Linked DNA regions of Mus musculus: all the other regions are linked to region 3. The links are chromatin contacts, called in public HiCAR-type and HiChIP or PLAC-seq maps. All regions are on one chromosome and are shown on one strand. Each heading gives the region's core, a stretch centred on a gene start, on an enhancer-like site or on the middle of the called end of the contact. The rest is flanking DNA. Distances are from core to core; before and after follow the strand shown.

Region 1 (4,674 bases), core at 1,203-3,702, 480 kb before region 3:
GTGGCAGCTAGGCAGAGAGGAGGGCACTACTCAGCAGATGTTAGTAGAAAGCCAAGAAAGGAATCCTTGGGCCACCCCATCTTCCTACACCGAAAGGTTTAACAGGTTTTCCTGGCACTTACATGAAGATTGAAGTGAAGGCCCCAAATGATGCCCCGAGTCTGCACAGGTCCTGAGGAGCACATTTTGACAGTGACCACATCTGCATCCCAGGCTGGGCTCTCCCAGAGGGCTACTTGGAATTCTATGACCAGAGGTTTCAAGAGAGGATCCATTCTCTCTGTCTAAATGTCATGCCCTTCCCCCTTCCTCCCTCCCTGCCACTGTCAACCAGTGGATCATTTCAGTGGTCCTCAGGCACCAAGGACAAGCAAACCCAGGCAGCAGACAGCAACCACTTCCCCTGGCAGTTCCAGGGGAGTAACTGCCTCGTACCTGAGCTCCTTGGAAGAGAAGAACAAGTCACCATATCATGGCTGGCACTAACAGAAAAGAAAACATCCATGGCTTCTTACCTACCTGCCTCACACCTGCCTCCGGGGGCCTTATGCAGACATCAAGCTAAGCTTCAACAGCTCAGGGGGTGGGGCTGAGGTGCGGTGTGGGCGGGGCGAGAATGAAGCCTCAGCCAGGAACCCAGCCTTGCCCCAACCACTGTACTTCCTCACCATGCTCTGACAATCAGCTACCTGTGACTCCTTCCAAACTCAGCACCAGCTCCAAACTCTTCCACAATGGAAGACAAACTGAAGAATGGTGAGCTGAAGAGCAATGGTCACCAATTTGGGGCATCCCAGGACTTGTAATGGTACTCCCACCAACACTGTATGTTGTGTCAGGAGTGATGTTAAAGATGGAGAACTGTCAGCCCACACAAAGGTTCCAGGATCTGGAAACAGACACTCTTGACATAGGAATCCCGAGACACTGCTGCATGCTTGACAGCAAGGAACACACAAAGCAGGGACTAACTCCATACCCCTGGGCCTCTTATCCCTCCCTCAAGACCAGTCCACCCCAAAGGCAACCATCACACCTGCCCGTCCCCTCATGTTCCCTCCACTCCAGGGCTCCTCCCCTAAACCGCACAGGTGGCATACCTAGAGCTGACTCCAGCTGTAGTCTAAGCTTTCCCCTCTCTATCCAGCAAAGAACCGGGGATATCACAGTCCACAGCAGATACTTCCCTACCTGCCCCTGGTGACTCTTAAGATGTCATGCCTGGTCACGGCCCTAAGGAGACCCTTTGAGACCCCAATTCAGACATGGCTTCTGGACCTGCACAGACATCACCTGGGAACATGTCCCTCCCTATCCTCATCCCTAAGAGGAACACTCTAGGACACATGCAGCAACATCAAGAGATGTCGCCAACCTCTCCTGTAATGATAACAAGATCTAGGCCCTCACTACAGCCCCAGACAGCCCTATCCCACTCCAATGTTTCAAGCTGCCTGTCCCCTCGTACTATGAGGTTGAGTCATTATAGTCACCTAGAAGGAGCCTTCCTCCACCTGCAGGCCTTTCCAGACAGCACCCATCTCCTGTACTCTAGTCAGAACTACTTCCTCCCCCTCTGGGGATTTCCCATCCCCTCACCCATCCCACACAGAAGGACGTCCAAGCCAAGCATCCTTCCAGCCTCCTCCACGCCTACACTCAGCTCCCTCTCCAGAAATGGTCGTCAGCCCTGATAGCCCGGCTTCACGGTGCAATTGTGCTCTGTAACCATGCCTTGCCTGCGGAGTAAAATGCACCCTCCTCAAGTGGCACCAAGCCTGACACCTTCAGCAGAACACCCTGCAGAACCCTGTGGCAGGGCCAGGTTACATGACTTGAATGACACAGACCCCTGGGACCCAAGCAAGGGAGCCCTGAGCCTGTGAAAACATGACAGAGCTATGACAATCAGACAGACAAGCAGGATCCAGTGGGTGAGGTGTTGACCCAGTGTTTACTGCAAGGCTGCCCCCACCTCCCACTGGCAACACCTTCATCCCCTGCCCCCACCTCCCACTGGCACACCTTCATCTCCTTTCTCAACCCTAACCACATCATTTGCACTCACCCCATGACACCTGTTGGAACCAGCAAGATGGAACCTAATATGTCCCGTCCGTCCATCCCCCACATGGCCTTGGCCATGCCCTCCCTGAAGAATAGACATGCTTCCCTGTGTCTTCCCTGGGAACTTAACCTCAAGTCTCAGGGACAGCAGCTTCCCCCTCCCCACCACTAGTTTCCTGATAGACAAGTCCTACTGGCTGGGGGTGGATCACCTCTGCAGGGTAGCAGTCAGCCCTGACCCACTCATGTGGCAAGCCAGATCAGCTGACTTGAACTGCACCCCCATGGTGCCCCTTTTTGGACCCCTCTCCCACACAGAAGTTTACCTCCAGCAGTTAGGAACAGACACAGGGAAGGACAGATGGTGAGTCACTTCTTCCCTGACCACAAAAATCCTGAGTGCAGCTGACCCTGGGTGGCCGCCCTCTGTGATAGCCTGTTCCTCCCTCAGTGGAAACCATGAAAACAAACTTACTGTGTGTCCTGGGGGGAAGGGCTGCTCCAAATGTGACGGCCCATGGTCCAGGCCTTGCTTCATTTCAGGGAATAGGGTACTAGGCATAAGAGTAGGGTGCAGAGGCTTTTGGTAGCCCTTGATGTTCAGTTCCTAGTTGGGTGCAGGACAGGAACCATGGCATGTCCAATGTTGGCATCCCTAGGACTGGAAGTAGCCAGAGAAAAAGGTGGAATGGCCTGGGCTGCTTCAAAAGAGACTGGCAACAGCTTTGCAGCCAGGGCTGGTGTCGGGACCTGAGGTCCCCAGCACCCAGCTCCGCATGCATTCCCAGTCACTGCTGTCACAGCAGGGGCTGTGAAGGCTGGATATGTAGGGGTCCCATCCTGGCTCCCAGAGAATGGACCTTACCTGCTGCTCCCCTCTCTGTCAAAGGACTTCCAGAGAAGCAACAGTCATCATGGGAAATTTCAGAGCCAAGGAGAGGTGGCAGACAGATAGCAGGATATTCCCCTGGGGCTTTTCTCCAAAAGACTCTGAAAAACTTGGAGTTTACACCCAGGGGGAGCAGGCGCCTAATGCAGCGTTGCTGCATAGCAGTGTGATGCACACACTGCACCCAGGAAAGCAAGCTTCTAAGACCCTCTGTTCCTCTGGGACTTTGGAGCATTCCTAGGCTGCTACCAAACACCAACACACGCAGGTCATCTCAAGGTTCACAACAGTGCCAGCCCACCTGGCCTACACTCCTTCCAGCCTAGCTGAGGATTGACCTAAGGAGGTAGCAGCGTGTAGCTCTTTCCCGTGAGGAGTACAAAACTGATCTGATTCAAATAAGGTGCAAGAAAAGATAACAGAGACCCACCCCCCCCCACACACACACACACACACAGGCCCCAAACACTATGCCATGTAGCTCTTAGCAAAACATCTCATCTCTGGAGATCACTGCCGACCCACCGTCATCACAGTTCCCAGCTCTCCCCCTTCTCTAGACAGCAAAGGTCCTGTTAAGGCTCACCTTGCCCCTCCTGATGCCAGGCCAGTATATGAGGGCATTCAAGGGCATGCATGACTACTTTTATTACTATTTTATGAATAGATAAAAGTCACAGGTTCTAACTGTGCCTGGATCCCATGGGAGACATAAAAACTCGCTGAGGCCAAGCAGCCCATGGGAAACATCTATTTGCTGGGCTACCCTGCCCCACACCAAAATCCAAGATGTTCCCATACTCAAGAGGATGTACTGAATGTTACATGGCTGTGTCTCTACAACACTTACCAGAACCCGTGGTATCTCAATCATTATTTTGTTATGCTGTAACTTTTAAGGAAATAGCCACAAGGAAAGGGGGCTACACATGCTTGTTACAGCTGAGATTTTGTTACCAATAAGTCTGGCCAGTGGTCAGCTGAAGCTGATGCAGAATCCACTGAGGGGCTGTGATTCATTCTGCTTGCCTAAGTGGAAGCAGGAAGAAAGAGGAAGAAGGAGATGGTGGAGGGGGGAAGGAATGGAGAGAGAGGAAGGGAAGCAGCATGGGAGAGAGGCTGCAGAACAAGCAAGCAGAAACAGTAACTGTGGAGAAACATGGAAGCCAGAAGGCTGGGGGACCAGAGCTGAGGAAGGAGAAGGAGAGCAGAGTTAGGACAGGCCCCGCGATCTCACCCCAACCCTCTGCCCTACTGAGCTCCTGGAGTGGAGCCAGCCAGGCTCTGAGCCACCCCCTTGTTGACTGCCTTGTTTGCCTGAACCCCAGCCCCCACCCGTACCCCATGGCTGTCATGCCATACACTGTCATGGTATCTGCTGTCCTGCCTACCCTACCTACCCCAGGCCAGCCACTGTGGAGCTCAGGGCTTTACTGGGCTGGGCTCCGCCATTCATCCTCCCAGGCTCCACCTCCAGCCTGGAAGGCAGCAAGGCAGCAAGGTCTCCCATTGCCAAACTTCCCTTCCCTAAATCGGAAACACTCACTTATAAAGCCATAAATTCTTTCCCATGGAGGCATTCCAGATATAATTAGAGCCCTCCCCAGGTCTGGGCACCAGAGGAATTGCTTGTTCCCCTGAAGACATACAGACCCTTGCAGGAGCCAGGGGCAGCCACTCTCTTACTTCTGCTAGTGGAAGTCGTAGTCCTTTCACTA
Region 2 (4,773 bases), core at 1,022-3,521, 450 kb after region 3:
GGCAAACATATCTTCTGAGGCCAGCCCATTGCCTCTCGATTTCAACACAAAAGGGTGGGGAAATCCAAGGGCCTGTATAGGGCACAGTGGGGAGGGTCAGACAGGCCCTGCTCATTCCATTTCTCTATAGTCCAATCAGTGCAGGACTCAGAGGGCAGATGATCCACTGATGAAAGATCAGTGTCCCAGACCTTTGTCTCCCAAAGGCCCTGATGCCAGTAGCACCTGGGAACTTCCTACAAGCACCAAGAGATCCTAAGTTCATCGTCATGTCTATATACCTCTTCCTCCTGAGAGCTTTGGGGTTGCCATCTTAAACCCCTGAGATCCATCAGGGCCCTATGGATACTAGGCAATTCTAAACTCAGAGGGCAGGCAGGAGCTCAGGTCCACATAGCAAGTGAATGGCTTTGTTGAAGCACACAGAACCAGGTACATCCTGTGTGTTCATTCCAGGAGGACAGCAGGTGTGCTGTTACATCATGGGGAAGTTTGAATTCAACATGGCCTGAATGTCCTAATGACTTACTCAAGATGCAAATATTACCACGCCACCGTGAAGATGTAACTCCTCACAGAGTAGTGACTCCAGGGATATCTAACTAGTAGCTTCAACACTCTGATAAATTAAAATTCTTTGCATCTTCTTTTTGGTCTCAGGACTTTCTATTCAAAGCCTGAGTTAAGGCTGGGTAGTGGATACTTAAATCTGTTTGAAATATGACACAAAAGCCATAGGCTGAGATAGAAGGTCTTGCAAAGCTAATAAACCTAGGGAGAGCATCTGTGCAGGCTGGGTACTGCTGTGAATTTTCAGACAGGCTGGAGAGTCATTTTAAACAAGAGAAAAAAATGTGACAGCCTCATGTTTATAACATTGGGTGACTGAACTTAGTGTTCTTATGGTTGATAGTTAATTATTTTAAAAATTAATCCTAGTGTTTTGAAAAGATAATGTGTGTGTGTGTGTGTGTGCAGGTGTGAATACATGTGTCTGCAAGTATATGTGGCAGTCAGAGGTCGACACTGGGTATCTTCCTTAATAGTGTGCCACTTTTTCTTCTTTTGAGACAGGGTCTCTCACTAACCCGTGAGCTTACCCATTTACCTAGGCTAGCTGGCCAGTGGGTCCCCAGAGATTCTTCTATCTGTTCTCCTCCAGCCCTGGAATTACAGTTGCAGTCTACTGCACCTGGCTTTTTGTGTAGATTCTCACCCAGGTCCTCCAGCTTCTATCTAGAATGTTACTGGTTGAGCTATCTCCCTGGCCAGTCCGAGCGCTTACATGCATAAATCATGTTCTGCAGGTACTGAAGCTGCCGTGAGCCACACGTAATGCACACGCATTGTTGAACCAGCCTCGGGAAAGGCAACTGGTCCTAACTGGAGAGTCAAAAGGCACCGTTTCAGAGCACAGCTAACAAATTCATGGTTTTGTTTCATTTATGTATTTATTTGCTATGTGTCTTCCTCCCACCATCACAAGAGGGATTTCAGAGCCAAATTTCCGAAGACCAGGCTTTTCAGAATGGTGTCATTTGTATTCCTCCCCTAGAACAGGGGCTTCAGAAAAAGAATGTGAGCTATGCAGGGGAGAGCCAAGGAATGTGTGTGCCCCTTAGAAGGACCTGCAGGTCAGAGGGAGACATCCCTGGAATCTGGCTTTGAAGGCAGAAATCAGTGTGATGGATGGATGGCAGGAAACTTGAAAGGAAGCTAGGGGCGGTGAGGCCAGGCTCCAGCAAGCCAGGGACTTCCCCGGCCAGGGAGAGAGCCCTATGGCCCGATCTCAGATGGTGAATCACCTGCTCAAGCTGTTCCTACGCCTCCTGCACCCAGGAGCTGGTGCACATGCCGAGATTTCACCACAGTGACATGCCTGCAAGTGGCAGGTGGCTGAGTAAGGCCCCCAGGCTGGCCTGGCTGACCCTCCCACTGTGCCCTATACAGGCCCTTGGATTTCCCCATCCTTTCGTGTTGAAATCAAGAGACAATGGGCGGGCCTCAGAAGATATGTTTACCTTTGTCTCCCAGGAGTTAAGTGTTCATCCAGAGATGCAGCTTTCTCAGCGAGGTCAGGTGAGAGCAGCTACTCTGCAATGAAAAGGAAGGTTTGGTTGGGGAAGACCTATACACTGCCGCTGCCTGGACAGCTGCTTCTCTGAGCCAAGGACGGGGGAATCTTCCTGTAAGTCCCAGACTCACACAACCTGGCATCCAGGGGCTGGGTACACAGTGTTGTAGCTGTTTTCCCTAACATGCCTTGCATTCCACAGAAGTGACTCAGTGCCAGCTGCACAGAGCCTCCTGCCTGTGACTTTGAAGGCCCTCCCCACCTGAGGAGGACTGTGGTCTTCCAGGAACAGCTCAAAACCCAGCCTCAAAACAGCTTTTGACTCCCAGGTCCTGGGACACAATATGCTGTCTTCTCCCAGCCCCTGCCTGGGCTCAGCCATCAAATTGATAAGCTCCTCCCATTCGTTATTATGTAATTGTTACCACCCTTTATAAAGACCAAGTATCATATCTGGGACAGGAACTCATGGAATGAAGCATATATAATGAGTGGTGGGGTGCTTTTTGCACTTACTAGGGTTTGAACCCAGGACTTCAAGGTGCTAGTCAAATGCTGTATCCCTGAACATCTCATCTCACTGATGTGTTTTATAAAGACCAAGGATATGTTTTATAGAGTGCAGGATGATGCAGTGGGAGGGGAGACCTCAGCAAGCCTATGCTGAAGCATCCCTCACCCTGAGGTACCAGCCACAGGACGGTCTAGTATAGCATAGAGTTTATTTGGGAGCATGGGAAGGGGAGCTGAGAAGGGAATAGAAGCAGAGGAAGAGAGGGGACAGAGAAGGACACAGAAGGGGTTGGGGGGAAGAGGCTGGCCAAGAACATATGGAGAGGGAAAGATAGGGGTCAGAGAGAAGAAAGTCAGAGAGTCAGAGAGAAGGGGCGAGGCCAAACAGTTCCTTTTAAAGCAAGCCAAGCCTACCTGACTGTTGCTAGGTAACTGTTGGGCGGAGCCTAGAAAGAATGCCAACACTCACCACCTCTGTTTTTACTGCAGATTGCCTCTACCAAAGTCCATGCTGACAGCTAGATTTTAACCAAGTGGTGCCTCGTCATATAGGCCAGGCTAGACCCCATGGGTTGATTACCTACACTGTATAAAATGCTCCAGGCTCGCTTACCTACCCTGGGCCCATTTTTTTTTTTGAGTAGCCCAGCTTCCCTCCATTATCAGATGATTTAATTTCTCTAAGAATTGCAAAGCAGCACATCACTATGGCCGCCGTTTGTATTTCTCTGACTATTAATAATATCATGCTCATCTTTGTATTCTTATTCATCAGGTCTCTCCTGTGATAATGACCTATGATTGTATCTGATTTACATAAATGCATAGAGGTGCATACTCAGTACACACACACACACACACACACACACACACACACACCTGTGTACATTCAGACACATCCATACATCTGTATACCTATAGCCATCAGTCCCTGTGTGTATGTATGTGGTCTTGTGTGAATACACACTTACAAAGCTCATGGATTTGTAGAAGTTAAGGTTTCATTCCTCACGATTATCGTTACCAGTAACCTATTTCACAACCTTTTTGCAAGAATGGAATGTCAGAGCCTAGCGATTGCTTGGCAGCATCCCCCCCTCCTCCCTCAGATACTGACAGATACCTACTGGGACTTGGCAGACAGGATTTCTCACCTGAAAAGGGAATTAACATCAAAAGGGTTTGTTGTTAAGGTATTGGCACCACAGCCCTGCTCCCTGCCCTGTTCCCTGCCTCCCTCCTATTACTGTCAAAGAAATGAAGCAGAAGGAAGAGGGAACAAAATGGGGCAGTGGGAAGAGGGCAGAGTGGGGGAACGAGGGTTCCCCAGGATGTCAAAAGAACTGATGACAATCTAGCCCAGCTGACCCCCAAGGAGGTGAGAACATTGTCTCAACCCTAACCTCTCCATGACCATAGTATGTCACTGAATGAGGAATTTTTGCAGTTTGTGCAAAGATCAAGGATGAGGACTCCAGCCTTCAAAGTCAAGCATTCTAGCAGCATCTTGCTATCCTTAGGCCTCCCAGCTGTGATGGTTGGTTAATCTAGAATCACCTAGGAAGAAAGTCTCCATGAGGGGTCTCTTAAATCAAGTTGATTTGTTGGCATTTCTGGCAGGATTGTCCTGATTGTGTTAATCGAGTTAGGAGGATTCATCCACTGTGGGTGGCACCATTCCATAGGCAAGCATTCTGGAGCATGTGAGGGTGGAGAGAGAAAGTGAGCTGAGTGTGGTTATCCAAGCATTCATTGTTCTTTGTTACCTTGACTTCCTCAGGATGGTAGTCCACAACCTGTAACTGTGAACTGAAATAAACTCTTCCTTAAAGCTGTCAGGCCATTTTATCATAGCACCACAAAAGGAAACTAAGATATCTGCCTTCCACGTAACAGCCACGTTTGAACCCCAGGCCTTTCCTTCAAGACCTCCCTTGTTCTGACACTTGTGTGAGTGCTGCAGATTTTCCCAGAACCCCCAGGGAAGTGTCTCTAGGGTCAGTTCCAATGATGTTCCTGCTTTGCTACTTTCTGGCTCTCTGCTTTCTTCTTTAAAAAAAGGAGAAGAAGAAGAAGAAGAAGAAGAAGAAGAAGAAGAAGAAGAAGAAGAAGAAGAAGAAGAAGAAGAAGAAGAAGAAGAAGAAGAAGAAGAAGAAGAGAAGAGAAGAGAAGAGAAGAGAAGAGAA
Region 3 (4,662 bases), core at 687-3,186:
CAACTCCCAGGTATGGTCTCACAGCTCCTCAAGAAGGTCCCAGACCCGTGCAGCCTCCGTGTCCACAAGGTCACTCGTTCAGCAGTTCACCTCTTGCTGTTTTCCTCTCTCACCTCATCTTCCTGGTGCCCCAAACCCTGTTCCTGAGAGAAGTCACCATCTAAAATACCAGGCTCTGCCTCTGGGGGTGGGGGTGGGGGGGTCGCAGTCTGGAACAGATGGGAAATGTACAGCTGGCTCTAGGTCACTGGGTTGGCTTTTTGCCAAGACACAAACAAGGCTGATATACACACACAAAACAGCACTCCTGGCTGGTTCTAGTCAATGCTGGAGGGTGACTCTGTATTGTTGGTGCACACACACACACACACACACACACACACACACACACACACACCAATTTAAAAAGTCATGCAAATATTTTGTTCCATTAATACAACACATTTATACCCCTGCTAAATCGGAGGTGAGAGAGCAAGTGTCGCCTGTACTCCAAGAGATGGTTTTTCGTCAATAATATATACAATCACCATGGATCACTCCCAGGTTAAAGATCACCAGAGGTGATGGGATTGGGGCTGTCAGCTAGGTCTGGATACTAATGCAGGTGCCATGATCCTAGGCTAATCCGCAGGGAAGCGCACAGTATGGAAGGAAGGAAGGCTCTGTGTAGTGGTCACGTCTTTGGATTCCCACACTCCTGTCTCTCCTATTGCTGCTATAGCACAGGTTTATCCCATGTAGTTTTAGGGGCTAGAAATCTGAACCCAATCTTATGGGGTAAAGCCAAGGAGATAGCCAAGGAGACAGGGTGAACAGGGAGGGTTAGACTTACAAATCCTTTCTCTGCCCTTTTTTAGCTTCTCGAGTTTACCAATCTCCCTGCCTCTGGTACCCAAAGCACACTCATTTAGTCCGTATCTGTCATCAGTTCCTGTGGTTGAACCTCCCTCCACCACCTCTTACAAAGACACATGTGTTTGCATGTAGGGCAGAAGTAGGAACCATGCATGGTACGGCCTGGACATGGTCTGAATGCTGAAACCTTAAGTCTCCCAGACTGGAGATGTTAAGAAAAGGTAAATTCTCTAAGAGGTGGGGCCTAGCAGAAGGTAATCGGTGGTAGGGTCGCCCCTAAAAGGAATTCATCTAGCCACCCTGCTAGATGAAAAGAACAACCTTGCCCTATCCTAGACTCTCTGGTTTTCTGTCTCTCCCAGGGATCTCAGCACCCAATGATGCTGGCGGGAGGCTCTTGAATCTCTTCTTTATCAGTTCTTTATTAATGAAAATACCAAGAAATCCTGACACCCCAGGCTCCTCCCATCTGCAAAGGCCCCTTTGCTCTAATAGGTAATGGTCACAGACACTAGGGCTTGGGTATCTTTCGGGATGCACACTCTAGCAAACTTAGTTTACTGCCCAACCCCCTCCCAGCCTCACTTGCCTCTCCTTCTTGCACAAACGCACCTCCCCCTTGTCCCTGTATCTCCAGGAAAAGTGTTCTCTGAGACAAGACCTTTGTCCTGATCTCTTGTGCACGAGGAAGCCTCTGGATTCTAGCAGGCACTATTGCAAAGATGATGGCTGGGTGTTCACAGTATGGACACAGACTTAGGTTCTCATACCCTAGGTGCAGACAAGTTGCTGAACCTGGAGGATTCTGGTTGACAAGTACATTAGGGATGGTGCCCCCCACCCCAGCGTAGGTAGAAAGTGGAGGCTAAAGGTCATTTAAAAAGAGGGGCAGTCAGCTGTGCTCATTCCCCTTTGCATCTGCCTTCTAGAAAGAAACAAGTAAAATTAAATTTTTCTTGTGAACTATCAAAAGGAGTTGTTTGACAGCATTTTTCCATTCCAGTATCATTGTGCAGGGACTCAAAAGCTGGGTGACGCCCACAACAAAGGTCGCCATGGAAACCGCTCACCTCCCTCCTGAAAATCATGACTTCAACCGCTCCATCCTCCCAAACCCACTCCAGATTGTTACCGAAGAACCTTTGTGCAAACAAACACCAGCGACTGCCTGAATGGCAGGAAATGTGGCAGCTTTTTTTCTAATTTTAACTTTGCTCCAGGAATGTGTGTGTGTGTGTGTGTGTGTGTGTGCGCGCGCGCGCGCGCGCGCGTTTGGAACACTCAGCCAGGGGCCCACATTCCTTTGCAGCCACCTCCAGGGAGCCCAGAGAAAAAGCAGCTCTCAGGCAGGCCTTCTCAAAGGAGGATGCACCACAAACATCACTCTACTCCAGCCAGAGTGGAGTCCAGGGCCTGAGCACTCAGGTCATGGCCGGGAAAACCTAGAAAACAATCCTGCCAAGCATCCCCTGGGACAGAAGGGTTCCAAGGAGTCTCATTCTGTTTTAAAGCCTTGCACGGTGGAGTGCCCCCCCCCCCCGCAGTGAAAGAACACTCTAAGAACCAGCGCGTTTTGCCTAGTTCTAGTAAATTCCAAGACTTTGTAGGATCCAGTAAGAAAAGTGAACCGAAACCATGTAAAAAATCTAGTTGGAACAAAGGAGAATAATAACATGAGTCTGGGGGAGGGGAGGCAGATGTACCTGCATTGAAAGTCTATCAGATACACATCACCCCGGGCGGACCAGCTCCAATATCACAAGGTGGTCAGTGTGGAGCTTGATGCAGAGGAATAGCTGGTGGGGGTGGGGGGAGGTGTGTGCAGAGGATCCGATTTCCACTGGCAGTTTGCATGCTGGGGCAGACAAAGCGCTTCCCTGTCACATTCTACCATCCTACAGGTAGTCCTGCTTCAAAAATCCCCACAGCAAAGGTGGGGATAATTCACACAGGTGAACCCAAGGACAGCCTGGTGGGTCAAAAGGAACCCAGCTCTGCACAGCAAATGACCACAGATAACAAAGGTTGGACATTTCTCCATTTCAGTGGCTCAGGAAGCAGGGTTGGTTTAGCTGAGCGAAGACACCATCTTCTGGGGTCTAAGCCTCTCTCTCAAACAAGGTCAGGGTCTCATCAAGGTTCAACCTGATCACCTGGTTGGAGCTAATAGTGGTTTGTGGCTTCCTTGCTGTGCCTGTACGAGACCACCCTCGTCCCACCTCAGGGGAGTTTGTGAACAAAGCCAACGAGTTATTAAGCAAGTTCACTCACCTAACCACAGAGAGACACTCACCTTTTGTTGTGTTTTGTTTTGACTTGACACAGAGATTCATGTAGCCCAGGCTGGCCTCAATCTCCCTATATAGCTTAGGATGGCCTTGAACTTCTGCTCCTCCTGCTTTCAACTTGTGCATGCATCCAGTCTGAGGATCTAATATCTTCAGAGGAACTAATCTTATAAGAGGCAGCCAGAGACAGGAGAGACCATGAGAGTGAACTCTGTGTGGTACAAATGTAAACAAGCAGAGGATGGTCGACAACACAACAAGGTCGGGAATAGCTCTCCGCATTACTTAAGATCCACCAGATAAACGGACTGACTGAGCTCAATGGATGCCTCAGCGTTTGGTGCTGTTTCAGAGGACCAGGGTTTGATTCCCAGCAACTACATGGCAGCTCACAACCATCTGTAGTTCTCACTGCAGGGAATCTAATGCCCTGCTTTGGTCTCCATCAACACCAGTCACACTCATGCAGGAAAAAAAAATACTCATAGGCATAAAAAAATTAAAATTTAAAATATTTTAGAAGAACACTACATCTGAAACAGGGGGACAGGAAGGACAGGCTGAAGTCGGTCTGTGCCAGCAGTGGCTGTGTAAGTCTGGACGAGAGCTCTCTGTTTGTGACTCTTCAATGACCACACTGATGTCCTGCATTCTGTCTATATGTTTAGGGGGTCACCTTCCTTGGTCCCTTGCATGGCAGTGACAACAGCCACTGAGAGCCTCCGAAAATTCAGCTTGTTCCTGCTGGGCATCCCTCATTACTGTTTATCTTGCTCAGAAAGAGAACCAGGCCAGCTCAAGCCCACACCACTGCCCGGAAATCCTCTTTGCCCTCCTTGCTAAACCTCAACAGCGGCCTCGGATTCTTCTCTGAGGCGAGGTTGCTCCTCCCAGGTGGGGTGAGTGTACTCAAGGATCGCCCCACCTGTCTTAACTACAGGCGCCACAGCTATAAGACTCGCTTGGACCCTGAAGCATCTTCTTGTTGGGGTGTCTGTGCATCTCTGGCAACTGAAAACACCAGTTGACTGCCGGAAGCTAGGAGTCACACAAAGCTGCATTCTGTGTGTAAGAGTGTCCAATCAAACACTCCCAAAACAGGCTCGAGGAGAGACACCAGTCTGCAATGAGGAAGGAGGCTAGGAGGGTTCACCACGGAGTGTCGCATGAACCGGATGACTTGAGCCTCTGTGAAGGGGCCCGGGGTCTGGTGGGGGGCTCAGAGGGGCATTTGTGTCTGCCCCTCACACCTCAGATACTAGCTGAGCCAACGAACAGGTGAACGCGGTCCTTGTGGTTTTTCACAAAGGGAGGCGCATCAAAGCACCTGCTAAGTCAGATGGGGTTAGTCGGCATACAGAGCGAGCCCAGGTCTTGGGAGTTAAACACTTGTGTGTGCGTTGAAGAAGGGTGTGTACAAACAGAAGAATCAGAGGAGGAACTGCTACGGGTTAGCTGGGACACTACATGTCTGTGACCACAGTGCATGGCAGCCCAGGGAGTGAAACTCCTTCAA
Region 4 (4,765 bases), core at 1,410-3,909, 430 kb after region 3:
AGGAGAGGCTACCCTTCTTCTAATAAACACAGTCTCATCATTTGAAGTCAAATGCTGGTCTCTTTATGCCTTCTGTGTCTTTATGTTACCTCCGAAATCTAACACTGGCATCTCTGCCTTCATTTTGTGTCTGCTTTGTTTACTTTGGTGGAAGCTAGAGAAGTTACTGTCCTTAACCTTTCTTCCAGTCACCATGGATTCAAAGACAACAGAAACTCACAACACAGACCACCACATATTTGCAATTAGGAGACTGTACCAAGGCACAGAAGAGATCTTCCCCTGAGAGCAACACTGGCCCCTCAAACAATGCTGTTTAGGAGAACGTCTTTGGACCACACTGCAGAACAAGCACTGAGGCAGTGTGCAAAACCATAGCTAATACAGAACTGCTTCATTAGGCAGTCTACCTCTGATTCCACCCACCGCAGTCCTTGATTTATGTAAAGCTATGCCAATACTCCAAAGACAACCTTAGGGATCTCTGTACCCTTCCTCTACTCTTCTTAATGTGGCCACATTTGTTGAGGTTGGGTCTGTTGCTATGTATTGTAATGCTAAATACTGGTCACCAAGTTCTGGTTGCCTCCAGGGGTGAAGAGATCCTCCTATACACCAACTGATACTATGCAACCTTGTTCCTTAATTTAAAACTATTGGTTGAATAAAGATGCCTACAGCCTGTAGCTGGGCAGATGAGAAGTGGGCGGGGCATCGGTGGGCAGGGCTTCACTGGGCAGGGCTTCAGTTCCCAAGGTCAGGGTCTGAGGCAGAGACCTTGAGGGAGGATAGAGGAAGAGAGAAGACAGCACGGGATAGGTGAACTGTGAGAACATGACTATCAGAGCTGGCCAGTTGGAGTAAGAGAAGCCCAGGCAGAACTTGGCAAGTTATATCATGGAGTTATTGACAGAGAAGTAGACAAAATAGCACAGAAGGTTGATACCTGGCCAGTTCTAATGCTTTAAGGCTTATTATAAATATAAAGCTTTTGTGTCTTTTATCTGGTCTACGGTAGAAACCTCAAATTAATTTAAACTACAACAACATTGAAAACATCACCCTCTCTATTTTCCAAAATGATTTGTCTCTCTAATTATTACACTAATAATAATTATCAATTATTCTGAGGTAACAAAGACATAGGTGGCTGGGTCTGCCTGTTGGGGTTGCAGGAGCTAGGGATTCTAGACATGTGATGAGGGGATTGGGTTTATATTCCCCCCTTAGATCAAGGGTGACCTTATCTCAATTTATTGCATGTATAAAGAGCCTGTATCCCCCAAATGCTCATCCTAGGTCCCGATGGATGGATATTTGGTGTGGGGGGGGGGTGGGGGGGTGGGTATTGCCTAGGCTAGTCATCATGGTTCCTCTATATATCAAGATGGCATTTCTTCACATTTCTAATGACTGAGTGGCTGCAAATGTAACTTTCTCAAAGAAAAGACTCTGCTAAACAACTCACTGTACTGTAAAGATTGTCTGCACCCCAGCCACAATCCGAAAAAGAAATAATAGGCTAACTGTTAAGCAACTTTTCTGTGGGACTGGATTAAGAATAGAGAGGGCCAACCTGGGAGCCCAGAAGGGTAGAGCTAGCTTCTGTTCAGAAGGTGGGAGGAGAGAGAAGGCAGGGTTGAGCGGAGGTAAGAAGGTCCAGAGATAGGCAAGCTCAGATCCTGGAAATATGAGAAGTCAGGGAATAGCTATGACTTCCCAAAGGTTTGACTCACAGGCCACAGTCCTACTCATGGGTCTTGAACATCCTGCTCTGGATTTTCGGCCACTCAGGACACACTCAACACCTCGGGAAATAGAAAGTTAGATGCCAGAAGGATAGAAATGGAAGAGAGGGAGGGGTGTCAATTTAAAAAGGAAAAAGAGGAGTTTCTCCTCGCCCTGGCATATGGCCTCTGACCAAACTTGTGTCAGTCTCTTCTGTGCATTTGTTCTTTGGGACCTGCAGGGCTCAGCTGCAGAAAGAATCCTGTGGATAGTTTAGGGATATCTCAACCCTACCTGCCTTTAGCAGGGAAAACCTATTTTAAGTCAGTTGGACAAGCTCTCTCCACCTTGATGTTTCCTTGGCCCGCCTTCTGAGCTGAACCCTGCCTTTTTCCTATTGCTAGCCTCGGCACCTAATTGATAGTTCTGGCTGAAGCTTTGTGAATAGTTTAACATGTAGCTCAGGCTGGCCTTGAACTCCTGATTTCCCTCAGCCACTAGTGAGCTGGGATTACAGACAAGGAGCTCACTGTTCCATACAGCATCTTTTGCATCTTTTACTTCATTTTCATGCTTTCTGTCCTTGGCCACATTCTAGCACATTCTGCTACTCCTGCCTCTGCACTGACCCTGCAGCCTTTCACGGAGAGCCCTTCCTAAGAGGCAGCCACAGCAGCAATCATGAAGGAAGGAAGTCTGGCCAGGCCCTTCTAGCACATGGCCAACACGACTCTCATTTCCTTTTCTTTCTGGAGTTCTTTTCAAAATGATCTTTCTTTCCTGCATATCTTTTTCTTTTTTTCTTTTTTTTTTTTTAACATTAAGGCTCACATGGAAAGAATTTGTTTAGCTTGCAGTGGTACAGGGGCATGAACTGTTTGTATAGTGATTCATGCACTCTGGACTGCTAATGGGCACGGGACCGGGGCAGGGAGTGTTAGCTGGAAGACCAAGCCATAAGTTTTGCTGCTAATGAGAGGTGATGGCAATCCAATGCATCAGAATATAGTCTCGATAGTAGGCTTCTTCGGTTTGGCAGTTTGATTTTCTGGAACACTCTTATGTCTGTAAGGGAAAGAGGAGATGGAAGCACCAGAGAGCAGATGTGTGTAGGTCAGGATGACGGTTGAGTTTAGTCTATATGCACTGTCTCATTTTTTTCCAAGGATGCTTAAAGAAGCCCTGGAGGTCCTAAACAGATGAGGCACACAGATCTAGCAGATCATCTGGTCTACCTCCAGCTTCCAGTTTCATGCATTTTATCCCGGAAAACTGGGCTTCAGGGAATTCCATGATATTCTGGTTTACTGTTTTCTGAACCTCAAACATCAACATTAAATAGATCTGCTTGTGTTTCTGATACAGAGATGGGATGGACAGAGGTCTTATACAATTATAAACAGATTCCTGGATTATACATAACCAGAAACTCGAGCCCCCACCCCTGCAGCCACTAGCCATGTTACCTCAGATCTGCTTAGTTGGACCATCCAAGGTTTCTGGAAAATTAAAGAGTATGACAAGGTCTTCCTAAAGTACTCTAGGTGGAGGATATCTACAGTAAGGAACATGGCTTGAAATCATGGCTGCAGTATAGATATGCTAACAGCAGCAGATAGGACCTTTTCAGAGGCTCAGTGAGGCCTTTGAGAATATCTCAGATTGGGATCTGCAATCCTGGAAATTGCTTCCTGTCCACGTCAGATGTGATTTTTTTCTCACATCTTAAGGATTGTCTAGAAGGCTGTATTGGCTACTTCTCTTCTTGCTGTGACAAAATAGCAGACAAGAACGACCTAGGGAAGGAGAGGTTTATTCTGGCTCACAATTCAAAGGGCTATGGTCCACCATGGCTGCAGAAGGCATAACGGTAGGATAGAGAGGCAGCTAGTCCCGTTCCATTCACAGCCAAAGAGATATGAATGCCGAAGCCCTGTTCCCTTCTCTCTTCAGTCAGGGACCCCAGCTCACGGAACAGTGCGGCCCACATTTACAGAGGATCCCTTCTACCTCCACTAACCTAACTTAGAGACTCCCTCACAGAAACACTCAGAGGTTGGTTTCCATTTAGATTCTAAATCCTATTGAGTTGTCAATCAAGACTAATCATCAGAGAGGGTCAATTGTATTTGTTTCCTGTGGCTGTTAGAATCACCAGACTACTGGTAAAAAGCAATAGCAAGTTATTTTCTTAACAGCTCTGGAGGCCAAGAGTCAAAAATCCATTTCACTGGGCCTAAATCAAGGCACAGACAGTGCTACCCTCTCTCCTATAGCTATAGGGAAGAACCCATTCTGTGCCTCATTCAGCTTCTAGAGGATTTGAAATTCCTTGACTTCTGACAACACCCATTTCTGCCACTATGAGCTCATCACCATCTTCATCTGTTAAATCCACCCACCTCTCTTTCGTAAGGACTTTGTGGTTGCATTTAAGAACTGCATGATGGTACCAGAGAGATGGCTCTGTGGTTAAGAGCACTTGCTGCTCTTCCAGAGGACCCAGATTCGATTCCTAGTACCCACGGGCAGCACACAACCTTCTATAGCTCTAGTTCCAAGAAACCCATTCAATATCTGCTTCTGACCCCTTATCAATCAATACACAGAGAGGGAGGGGGAGGGGGAGGGGGAGAGAGAGAAAATAAATAAAAATGGGGTGGTTTTTTTGTTTGTTTTGTTTTTGGTTTTTGGTTTTGAAAGACAGTGTTTCTCTGTGTAGCCCTGGCTGTCCTAGAACTCACTCTACAGAGTGAGTAGACCAGGCTGGCCTTGAATAAAAATGTTTTAAAAATTAACTACCATGGCAATATTCCTAGTGTGAAATCCTAGACTTAATTTCACCAGCAAACATCCTTCCCATCTCTGAAGTACTGTAGGGTTCTACTTTGTCCTGGATTCTTCTGCAGGCCTATCATCATTATCCTGTGTGAGTTTGTGTTTTCAATGCACATTTGTTGTTTTTTGGATAGTGTTGCTTCAAGCGCTCTTTGCATCAGTCGGGTAGGATTGTCACGTACCAATGGCTATGACATCT
Region 5 (4,161 bases), core at 170-2,669, 290 kb after region 3:
TAATAGTTACATTTAATTTAACAAACAGCTTGCCAGATCACCATGAAGTTGACAAAGTCATCTCCTGAGCCACTTGCTGGGTGCTGGTCTGACAGACTCTAGGTCACCTGTGACACCCAGCCACTGTGACTTAAGCCATAGATAGGATCCTAAGTCATGGGATCGAGTCTTGGGACATCTTGATTTCTTTGGTGAGGGCTTTGGGGATCTGCTGGCTAGCACATTTCATCTCAGTATGAAGATGAATTAGAATCAACTTGTTAGCACACCTTAAGAAAGATGGAGGGCTGAGATGTGACCTGTTAGTAGAGTCTTCACTTAGTACCCATGACACCCATGAGTACCCATGAGTATCCATGAGGTTCTATCCTCAACTCAGGAAAATAAAACAAACAAAAAAGTTATAGCAGAAATGTCACCTCAAATTGCCTAGTGAACAATTTTTTTTGAAGTGAATGAATAAGTTAGAAAACTTCACTGAGCAATCTAGCTCTAATCTAACACCTGGATGAGTACTGATATCTTTTGGATCCTCCCTCCCTCCCTCCCTCCCTCCCTCCCTCCCTCCCTCCCTTCCTTCCTTCCTTCCTTCCTTCCTTCCTTCCTTCCTTCCTTCCTTCCTTTGGTTTCAGGACCTGGAACAAGAGACTGAAGTGCATAACTTACATACCAAAGCAGACTAGGCCTCCAGGTTCTCCCAGCATTCCTCAGTTCCTACCTGGTACACCCTGCCCCCAACCCTGAACTTTCCACCCCAGAGGCTCCTCCCTATATAATAATCCAGACATGTTGGTCTCTATTCCTTTCCTCTCTCTCTCTTCTCTCTATGCTCATACCCTTTCTCTCTTTCTCTGTCCCCCATCCCTCCCAATGGCAACTCCTCTGGCCTCAATTCCCAATAAACCTGCCTTTAATATGATCTAATCTAATCTGGTTTGAATTGGCTCATTTCACCAGCGGCAAAGAACTAACCTATCACCTTTCTCTCTTTTCCCTGAGAAGGCACTAGAAGCAGCTGTCCACCAAGGGAAGCAGTTCTCTGTGTAAGGACCCAGCCCCCTCCACTTTCAGTATCCTTCCCAGTGGCTCAAAATGCATGTGGGACCAATGCTCTGGGAAGCAGTGAGCAGAAGTCAGGACTCGGTTTTTGTGAAATCTTAGACCTGGAAGCCAGTTGAGTCCCCCTGACTTGAGGTATCTTTGAGCTCTAAACACACAGGGACAGCCAGCTACCTGTCAACACTGCCATTAAACCTGACCGTGGGACTAAAGCAGGGTCCCAGAAGTCACATCTGTTATTGTTCTGCTTTGTTACTTCAGGACAACAGTGCCTGTGTCTTCCTCCTCCTCACTAGATTTCACCACACCCTTGCCTCGGAGGCCAGGGAAACACAATGCCCTTCAAGTTCTAGCTGAAGGACACTGGACTTTGCACAGAAGTGGCTGCTCCTGCAGTGTGCGGAGGAGTGGGTAGGGTGGGGCTGGCTCGGAATCCACTCTCTAGCCTGAGGCACTTGCATTAAGTCCATTGTTTATTCATGAGCTGTTGTTTTTATAAATTTATAGAGTACATCCTTTGCCGTAGGCAGGCTATATTATACACTTTACAAAGCAGAGACTCTCCTCTCTCAAATTCTTAGATAATTTGAAAGCACCATGCTTGGTGGATAGCACTGTTCTTGAAGTGTTTGTTCTTAACTTGGTCACTCCCATAAAAAACTGCAGGTGACTTGCAGGCTTCATGTTCAGCAAGCCCAATTTTTTGTTTTTATTTGTTGTCTTTTGTTTGTTTTTAAATCACAAAGGCAAGGATAGGTGGGTCCTTTTTTTCTCTCTCTCTCATTATGCAATTTTGCCTCAAAATGCTTAGGCTTTCAAACTCTTCCTAAGAATCTCGTCTTCAACAATTCCAGAAATGCCAGTCAGGCAACTCTGAACTTCGTGTAATCACAAATGATGGCTCAAAGCCCCGAACTTATCTCCTGTACAACACAAGGCCCAACTGTGCCTTGGGACAATGAACAATGTGCTCCACGGTAACACGTTAGATGGTGCGTGAGTGTCAGCTACTGAAGCACACAGGGGATGGTCGGTTAAGAACCCCCTCTCCCACCCCACCACACACACACACACACACACACACACACACACACACACACATGAGAATCACTCCGAACAGCCAGGGGATGAGGGAAATGGCTCTTTAATAAGGCTGGCCTGTTTCTGCCTAACCTCCTAGGGAAAGTAGCCATGAACAGACAATGTTAGCAGTTTCTATAAATACTCAATGTTCCACACAGGCTATCCTCTTTGAGTCTCTTTTAGGTCCTGACTTTAAACTGTTAAGCGGAGACAAAAGACTTCGAGTCTGGCTGTTCCAACAAGTAGAAGATTTACACAGCAAAGATACTGTCACGATTACTTTTGAAGTGAACCGGTATTGTTCTTTTCTGGTAGTTCTTACCCAGGGTCAGGACCGCCTGCCTGCCTGCCTGCCTGCATCTCTGCCTGTCAGAATTAGGTCTTTCCCTGATAAACACAAAGCAGCACAGGACCATGGCTGGGACCCTGCTGCTCCCTGGGAATGGCCTGCTAAAGGCATGTTCTTTTATATGGGAATGAGCCGGATGCGCTGTGAGCCAGGGATGCCTTCTTTAGTCCTGGGAACAGGACCTAATTAGGAGCAATCTTAGTCAACAAATTAACAGAAATATATTCTCACCAAACCTAATCTCAGCTTATATTAGACGTACAGCCTTTTCCTCTCTAGTTGCTGACAAGCTTAGCTAGTTCCTACTTATGTTCGAGTTACATTAGAGGCAGCGCTCCTTCAGCTGGATCCTACTCTATCTCCGTAGTGAGGTTTTATTGTTTTTCTTATTTTGTTGCTTTTTTCAAAGGGCAAGCCATTAATCACTGAAGTCAACAGGAACTCAGAGAAGCCCCCAAAGGGAACGTTCCTAGGAGTCTTCCGTGAGGGCCATAGTGGAGAAGATCCTGCTTTAGGGATTTAGACCTTGACCTGCCTTTGAAAGCATCATTCATCTTTAATAATCCTCCCCACGGCTTCTCCTTTTAGAAGTTTTTGTTAATGGAATTTACATAATGGAAAGAAAAGCCAGGCTCATCCTGGGCAGAGGCATAGTTTACAAGAGGCCTCCTGTGTTTAATTTGTTTTGACGTTGATCCGTTGAGTTTGGGGGCCTGAGAGCTTTCTGAAGTTACGAACAGACTTGAGAGGCAGGCCCGGAACGTTAGATGGGAGATGTCTCAAGGCTCCTTGTACAACCTCTTCTCCACTGCGTTCATTGTGAATTCTGCATAGGTGCGGCCCATCCGGGAGCAAGGCTGTCCCTACTGGCATCTCTCAGTGATAGAAGGCGTCCTTCTGGAGAGAGCGTCTTCCAGAGCTTACCCTCCCACTGTGAACACGATACTCTGCTCTGTGCGGCGCCTTCATCTATATGCACACGTCCATGACTTTGCTATTATCACAAAACCTTCTTTAGTTCACTCTGGCCAGTGCAGACGTGTTCTTCTCACCCCCTGGGAGAAAGGAATAGAGTTTTCTAGAACCAACCGTGAGTGGCCACGGTCAGGGAGTACAGATTCTAGTTTCTCCAGGGGCTGTGTGCCAGTGTGATAATAAGGGACTAGAAGTCGGATCCCTTGATAGGTAGACTGATAGGTGTGGGTTCGAGTCCCACCTCGAGCTAGGTAAAGATGGTGAACTTCCAAAGTGGCTGGCTTCTTCCTCACCCTCCGGACCTGAGACAGAAACCTGGCAGCTTAAACAAAGGCCTTATGGGTTTTTTCCTCCCGCTAGTGGGGCCCCTTCTGATGCACAGTCTCAACCATCCCAAGGCTGGAGTAGGAAGTATTTACACAACAGCTGTGAGCCAGTCACTAAGCCACCCTCTTTCCTCAAACTGTCAAACCCTAAGGCAGAGGGAGAAGAGTCTTCAAAGACTTTTAAAACCGGCCATCAATGAGGGATGAGAGTTTGACTTTCTTCCAGCTTCCACTCAGAAGAAAGGGGAGGTGGAGGAACAGGCGTGGGTTGGGGATCCAAGGCTTTTAAAAAGAGGTTAATAATCAGATCTTCTTTCAAATTCAGTAATATGTGAGAATAGCCATGATAACTTTAGATAAATTTGTTGT
Region 6 (4,447 bases), core at 1,937-4,436, 510 kb before region 3:
GTTGCTCTGACTTAAATGGACACATGAGGCCAGAGGCTACAACAGTTGGGACAGATATACAGAAGGCTCTCCGAGACAGCGCTGGCTTCGAATCCCAGCTCTACCCGACTGTAGATGGCTTCTGGGTAAACTCTTCATGTCTCAAACCTTACCTGTGACACAGGCTGACAACAGGGCCTCCCCGTCATGGAATAATTGTGAGGACAGAAGGCCATAATTACATGGAACCTGCAGGCAGAGCATGCCCAGTGGAGTATATGCTTCATAAACACCTCGTGAAAACACTGCGGCCTTGTTAACTGGCATTAAATCTAAAACCAGAGGGGTCAGCGCCCGAGTTTCTTGCCAGAAGTATCTGAAACTGGCCAACCTGTACGAAAAGGTCCTGTTAATGGCACTGGCACCCACCCCTGTGCCACTCATTAGGTATTTGCAGAGCACTCTATATACTGTACAGGTTACAGAAGCTATGAAACAGAGCAGACAGGCCAAGCAGCTACTGCAGAGCTAGTCTTACGGAACCCCAGAGGCTGAGAGGACAGCTGTCCTCCCGAAGTGGATAACCCCACTGGGGGCCATTGCTGAGACACACCAGTGTCCTGGAGGAAGTGGCTTACTTCCATCTCAGGTGTGAGACACAGAAGTCCTTATCCCATCCTCTCAGCATCACTGAGGTGGGGACCTTGGCAGTTCAGGTGGGTCACTGGGGAAATGGGGAAGAGGAGTGAACATAGTGGGAAATGCACAGTGAGTGGGTGGGCCCAACTGAGGGTCTTCACCATCCGAAGCCGTCTTCCAGCAGGTAAATTATGGAGCCCAGCACTAGAGAAACAGGAGAGGGAGAGAGAGAGACAGAGACAGACAGAGAGAAGAGAAGAGAAGAGAAGAGAAGAGAAGAGAAGAGAAGAGAAGAGAAGAGAAGAGAAGAGAAGAGAAGAGAAGAGGAGGGAGGAGGGAGGAGGGAGGAGGGAGGAGGGAGGAGGGAGGAGGGAGGAGGGAGGAGGGAGGAGGGAGGAGGGAGGGAGGGAAGGAGGGAGGGAGGGAGGGAGGGAGGGAGGGAGGGAGGGAGGGAGGGAGGGAGGGGCGGGCAATGGAACTGTGCTTGCTGCAGGAGGCGACTGCAATGAGAAATACTCCCTGAAGCCAGCTATAAGCTTTAACTCCACCAGAAGCTGCTTCTATTAAAAACAGAACTCTTGACATATGCCAAGAATTCGTAATTGCATATAAACAGTCGTTACTTTTTTAAAATTATGACTTCTGATGGCTTCTTACAGAGGCTGTCATAATGCCCAGCAAGGGACAGGTCGATCCCCGGTGGCATTAGTAGAGTAGTCTATGTGTGAGACACAGAGCAGCATGGAGTCGGGCAGGGAAGCGTTGGTCCTGTACATAATGGCTGCTATGGCTCAGCTGGGCACGCTCAAGGCTCTAGCTCCTTCTAGCCAGTGATGGCCTTTTCCCAGTACACACTCCCAGATGGAACATGTCCTACCTACAGGCCTCAGGAAACAGAACTCCATATGGGCAAGCTTGCACACTCCCATCCTGCTTATTCTAGCCCCCCACCTCCCAAGGCCAGAGATGCCACTCACCACTTTGAGCTCCGGTACCGATCGGCTGAGTGTCCATTCCTGGCTGTTCACGAAAGCATCTGTAATAGAGGATGGGAAACGTGAGGAGACATGCCACAGAACTCACAGAAGTCAAAACATTCCCTAGATATCATTTTTGGTAGAGGGACCACCTAAGCAGGGTCATACCAGCCGCCCATGTTACAACTACCCTGGAGGCCAATACTTGCCCAAGTTCACACATTGTCTGGCCTCAAGGCTGTGGTGTATAACACATACTGCACTCAGCAATGCCAAAGGCTCTCACCCTGGCCCTTACTCCCTCACTCCAGCTCCAGGCCTTCCTAGTGTCCACAGCAGACCTGAAGGCTGTCCTGGTTCTCAGCACAATGTAGAAAAACAGAGGCAGGAGCCTGATTTGCCTGGGCCTGACTTGGTGTCAAGCTAGATTTTCATCTGTTTTTTTTATTCTACTGAAACAGTTACTTTCCTGAAATCTCTCTCTCTCACACACACACACAAAGGATATAGACAATGGCTAGAGCCAGCAGCAAGATTGCAGGGTGCAGAATATTTGGATCCTCAGAAAGAAACCAGACAGCTATTCAGCGAGGGTGACTCGGGACAGGTCAGGAAGAGAGGGCCCCTCAGTACTGAGGGACTCAAGCAGGCTGCCTTACACCTCTCCACCTCACACCCAATATCCCGCTTTGGCTCACAGGATTTTCACGTTTCCCGTGTGCCACCGCCTATCAGAAACGATAGCCTGAGGTAGTCAGTACCTACTGCAAGCCAGTCACAGGTTTCATGTCTCTTTCCAATATAGCTCACTCGTTAATCTTCCTCAAATGCTGACTCCTGTTACCTCTTAAGCTGTCCAAAAAGCAAAGTCCCCCACAACACATTCAAGGTCAAGTCAGTCATCGTGCTCAGGAGGATGCTTGGTACTCAGACCCAGCAGGTGTCAGGGCTGGAAGCCATGGCCTGCTTCTCCTCTGTCGGTGGCTGGAAAGGGTGAGGGGTGCCAAGCAGGCCAGGAAGACAGTCCCCTGACACCAAAGAGGCTGCAACCAACACAGGACAGACATCCCTGGCCCTGCACTGACCTAGAAACCCCCATGTCTAAGGAGCCGAGTCACCCAGAGGAAGGTCTCTGCTCAGAGAAGCTAAATCAGGAGCACCGGGTGACCTGCAGAAGCTACAGAAGACAAGACACATCCATACTGTAGCCTTGTGTGACATCTTTGCAGAATGTTCATTTTTGTGGCAACTAGGTTAATAAAATAGTTGACTTAATAGAAGGAGGGGGAAGGGAGGGGGAGGGAGACGGGAAAGAAAAGAAAAGAAAAGAAAAGAAAAGAAAAGAAAAGAAAAGAAAAGAAAAGAAAAGAAAGACTAAAGAATCGACACAGTTTCATCATGAAACCTTTCTTTAAAAAACAGGGCCCAGTCTGAAGGAAGGCAAGGCTGGCATGGCTCAGGGCCAAATGAAAAGTGACACATGCTTTAGTCAAAGACGTCTGCACCACAATCTCTGTCACCTTCCTCTGTGTGGTTTCTCAGCGACTGAGCCTTGTGCCACAGACAGCAATGGAAACACAAGCTACACAGCACCCACACAGAAACCTCCTCACCCAGCGGGGAGAGGGGGCCGAGGCAAACCACAGCTCCTGTCTCTCTCAGGTGACGACAGAGCAGCTGCCTGGCTGCTTCAAAGAACGACTCAGGGCATGTCTGCATACACTGCCCAAGGACCTTCCCAGTGGACAGAGCCTGAAGGCACAGCTGTTTGTGGGCTTTCTTATTACGCACATAGTAGGCCCAAGATGGATGTCCTGCGCTGAATGAAGCTGGTATGATATGATGCACGCCTGCAATCTCCGCACTTGAGAGGTGGGACCATAAGGATCAGAAGTTCAAGGTCCTCCTAGGCTACACAGTGAGCTCAAAGTCAACCTGACCACCCCGACTCAACACCCTCACCAAAAACAAAGACCCAGAGGAAACTGCGGTGCCCACTTAACACCTCACTCCATGGAATACAAGAAGGAAACACATTCACAGGCACTGGTTTAGATAAAGTACTACTGCACTGCAATTTAACAGTAGGGCAGAGATTACACTGGTGGGCGTGGGTAGCCCACTGAGCCTTCTGCTAGGTGTGGGTCAGGCTGCCTGGCTCCTGTTTGATGCCACAAGTGACCTCCACTGTGGCTTGTCATTCCTCATCACAAACCAAGCACGGCTTCGATTACCACCCCCCCCCCCTTCTGCAGTGCAGTGCAACCAACACAGGGCCTCCACACACTAGACAACTGCTCTAACACCAAGCTATGGTCCCAGAACTTAACAGTCTTTAGTCAGCTCAACAAAGGAAAAAGTGGGTGCTGGGTCCTGACCTCCCTCCTGTGGTGACAGGCTACAAGGACTCCAGGTTAGACATGTAAAATGTGACATCAGTTCCTTCACTAGTCTCGTTAATCATGACAGTGGGTTATGAATGATAGCCAAGTGGACAGAATAAAGGTGCAGGGACTGTGCTACCCACATGGGCTCCAAGATTCATGAGGACACCTCAACTACCTCAACTGTAGCTTGTGCTAGCAGAGGAAGCACACAGGAAGGCCAGAGGATGAGCTTCAGGGGTCAGGGCTGCCTTCATGCTCCTTTTGAGAAGCCCAAAGGTCAGCTCTTGCCCCACAGGAGACCTGTTTCAGCAAGGGACACCATACATCTCCACAGGGCCCATCCACTTTAGGGACACAACAGTGCCATCAACTCCACTGCGCACAGATGCAGACAACAGCCTCCCTAGGCCTCTGCCTGGACTTCCACTAACCTCAGTTCCTCCTGGCTACATCCAACTCCTGGTA

Evidence for each region. HiCAR-type assays count read pairs that join an accessible place to other places. HiChIP or PLAC-seq counts read pairs in DNA pulled down with a chosen protein or histone mark.
Region 1: a FOXA1 HiChIP or PLAC-seq map of pancreatic cancer cells shows a contact between it and region 3. The contact joins two enhancer-like sites. A contact is called at or near these places in 1 of 484 Hi-C or Micro-C datasets (embryonic fibroblasts) and 1 of 115 datasets of contacts at active chromatin or transcription factors (pancreatic cancer cells).
Region 2: an H3K27ac HiChIP or PLAC-seq map of extraembryonic endoderm stem cells shows a contact between it and region 3, with 4 times the contacts expected there. The contact joins two enhancer-like sites. A contact is called at or near these places in 2 of 115 datasets of contacts at active chromatin or transcription factors (extraembryonic endoderm stem cells and pancreatic cancer cells).
Region 4: an HNF4G HiChIP or PLAC-seq map of pancreatic cancer cells shows a contact between it and region 3. The contact joins two enhancer-like sites. A contact is called at or near these places in 4 of 115 datasets of contacts at active chromatin or transcription factors (epiblast stem cells, extraembryonic endoderm stem cells, pancreatic cancer cells and 1 more).
Region 5: a HiCAR-type map of embryonic stem cells shows a contact between it and region 3, with 6 times the contacts expected there. The contact joins two enhancer-like sites. A contact is called at or near these places in 1 of 484 Hi-C or Micro-C datasets (embryonic stem cells) and 8 of 115 datasets of contacts at active chromatin or transcription factors (embryonic basal ganglia, embryonic stem cells, epiblast stem cells and 2 more).
Region 6: a contact with region 3 is called in an HNF4G HiChIP or PLAC-seq map of pancreatic cancer cells. The contact joins two enhancer-like sites. A contact is called at or near these places in 2 of 115 datasets of contacts at active chromatin or transcription factors (epiblast stem cells and pancreatic cancer cells).

What each region holds. Positions count from the first base shown.
Region 1 is chr1:89,568,504-89,573,177 of GRCm38.p6, reverse strand. All of the region lies in intron 1 of Agap1 (ArfGAP with GTPase domain, ankyrin repeat and PH domain 1), which reads right to left. All of the region lies in intron 1 of Gm41914 (a long non-coding RNA gene), which reads left to right. Among named protein-coding and RNA genes, the nearest start is that of Gm41914, 10 kb to the left of the region's middle. Within about 2 kb of position 2,452, at least 71 of the 459 cell types and tissues checked have an H3K27ac peak or open chromatin away from gene starts, as enhancers often do. A contact at or near this core is called in embryonic fibroblasts and pancreatic cancer cells, where this site is marked.
Region 2 is chr1:88,637,084-88,641,856 of GRCm38.p6, reverse strand. No RefSeq gene overlaps it. Among named protein-coding and RNA genes, the nearest start is that of Arl4c, 63 kb to the left of the region's middle. Within about 2 kb of position 2,271, at least 129 of the 459 cell types and tissues checked have an H3K27ac peak or open chromatin away from gene starts, as enhancers often do. A contact at or near this core is called in extraembryonic endoderm stem cells and pancreatic cancer cells, where this site is marked.
Region 3 is chr1:89,090,190-89,094,851 of GRCm38.p6, reverse strand. The region is part of intron 1 of Sh3bp4 (SH3-domain binding protein 4); the gene reads right to left. Among named protein-coding and RNA genes, the nearest start is that of Gm34331, 11 kb to the left of the region's middle. Within about 2 kb of position 1,936, at least 101 of the 459 cell types and tissues checked have an H3K27ac peak or open chromatin away from gene starts, as enhancers often do. A contact at or near this core is called in embryonic fibroblasts, embryonic stem cells, extraembryonic endoderm stem cells and 1 more, where this site is marked.
Region 4 is chr1:88,660,800-88,665,564 of GRCm38.p6, reverse strand. No RefSeq gene overlaps it. Among named protein-coding and RNA genes, the nearest start is that of Arl4c, 39 kb to the left of the region's middle. Within about 2 kb of position 2,659, at least 45 of the 459 cell types and tissues checked have an H3K27ac peak or open chromatin away from gene starts, as enhancers often do. A contact at or near this core is called in pancreatic cancer cells, where this site is marked.
Region 5 is chr1:88,797,904-88,802,064 of GRCm38.p6, reverse strand. No RefSeq gene overlaps it. Among named protein-coding and RNA genes, the nearest start is that of Platr5, 45 kb to the right of the region's middle. Within about 2 kb of position 1,419, at least 28 of the 459 cell types and tissues checked have an H3K27ac peak or open chromatin away from gene starts, as enhancers often do. A contact at or near this core is called in embryonic stem cells and extraembryonic endoderm stem cells, where this site is marked.
Region 6 is chr1:89,601,805-89,606,251 of GRCm38.p6, reverse strand. It overlaps Agap1 (ArfGAP with GTPase domain, ankyrin repeat and PH domain 1), which reads right to left. Exons shown (of 18, transcript NM_178119.3): 2 at 1,596-1,654. Among named protein-coding and RNA genes, the nearest start is that of Gm41914, 23 kb to the right of the region's middle. Within about 2 kb of position 3,186, at least 64 of the 459 cell types and tissues checked have an H3K27ac peak or open chromatin away from gene starts, as enhancers often do. A contact at or near this core is called in pancreatic cancer cells, where this site is marked.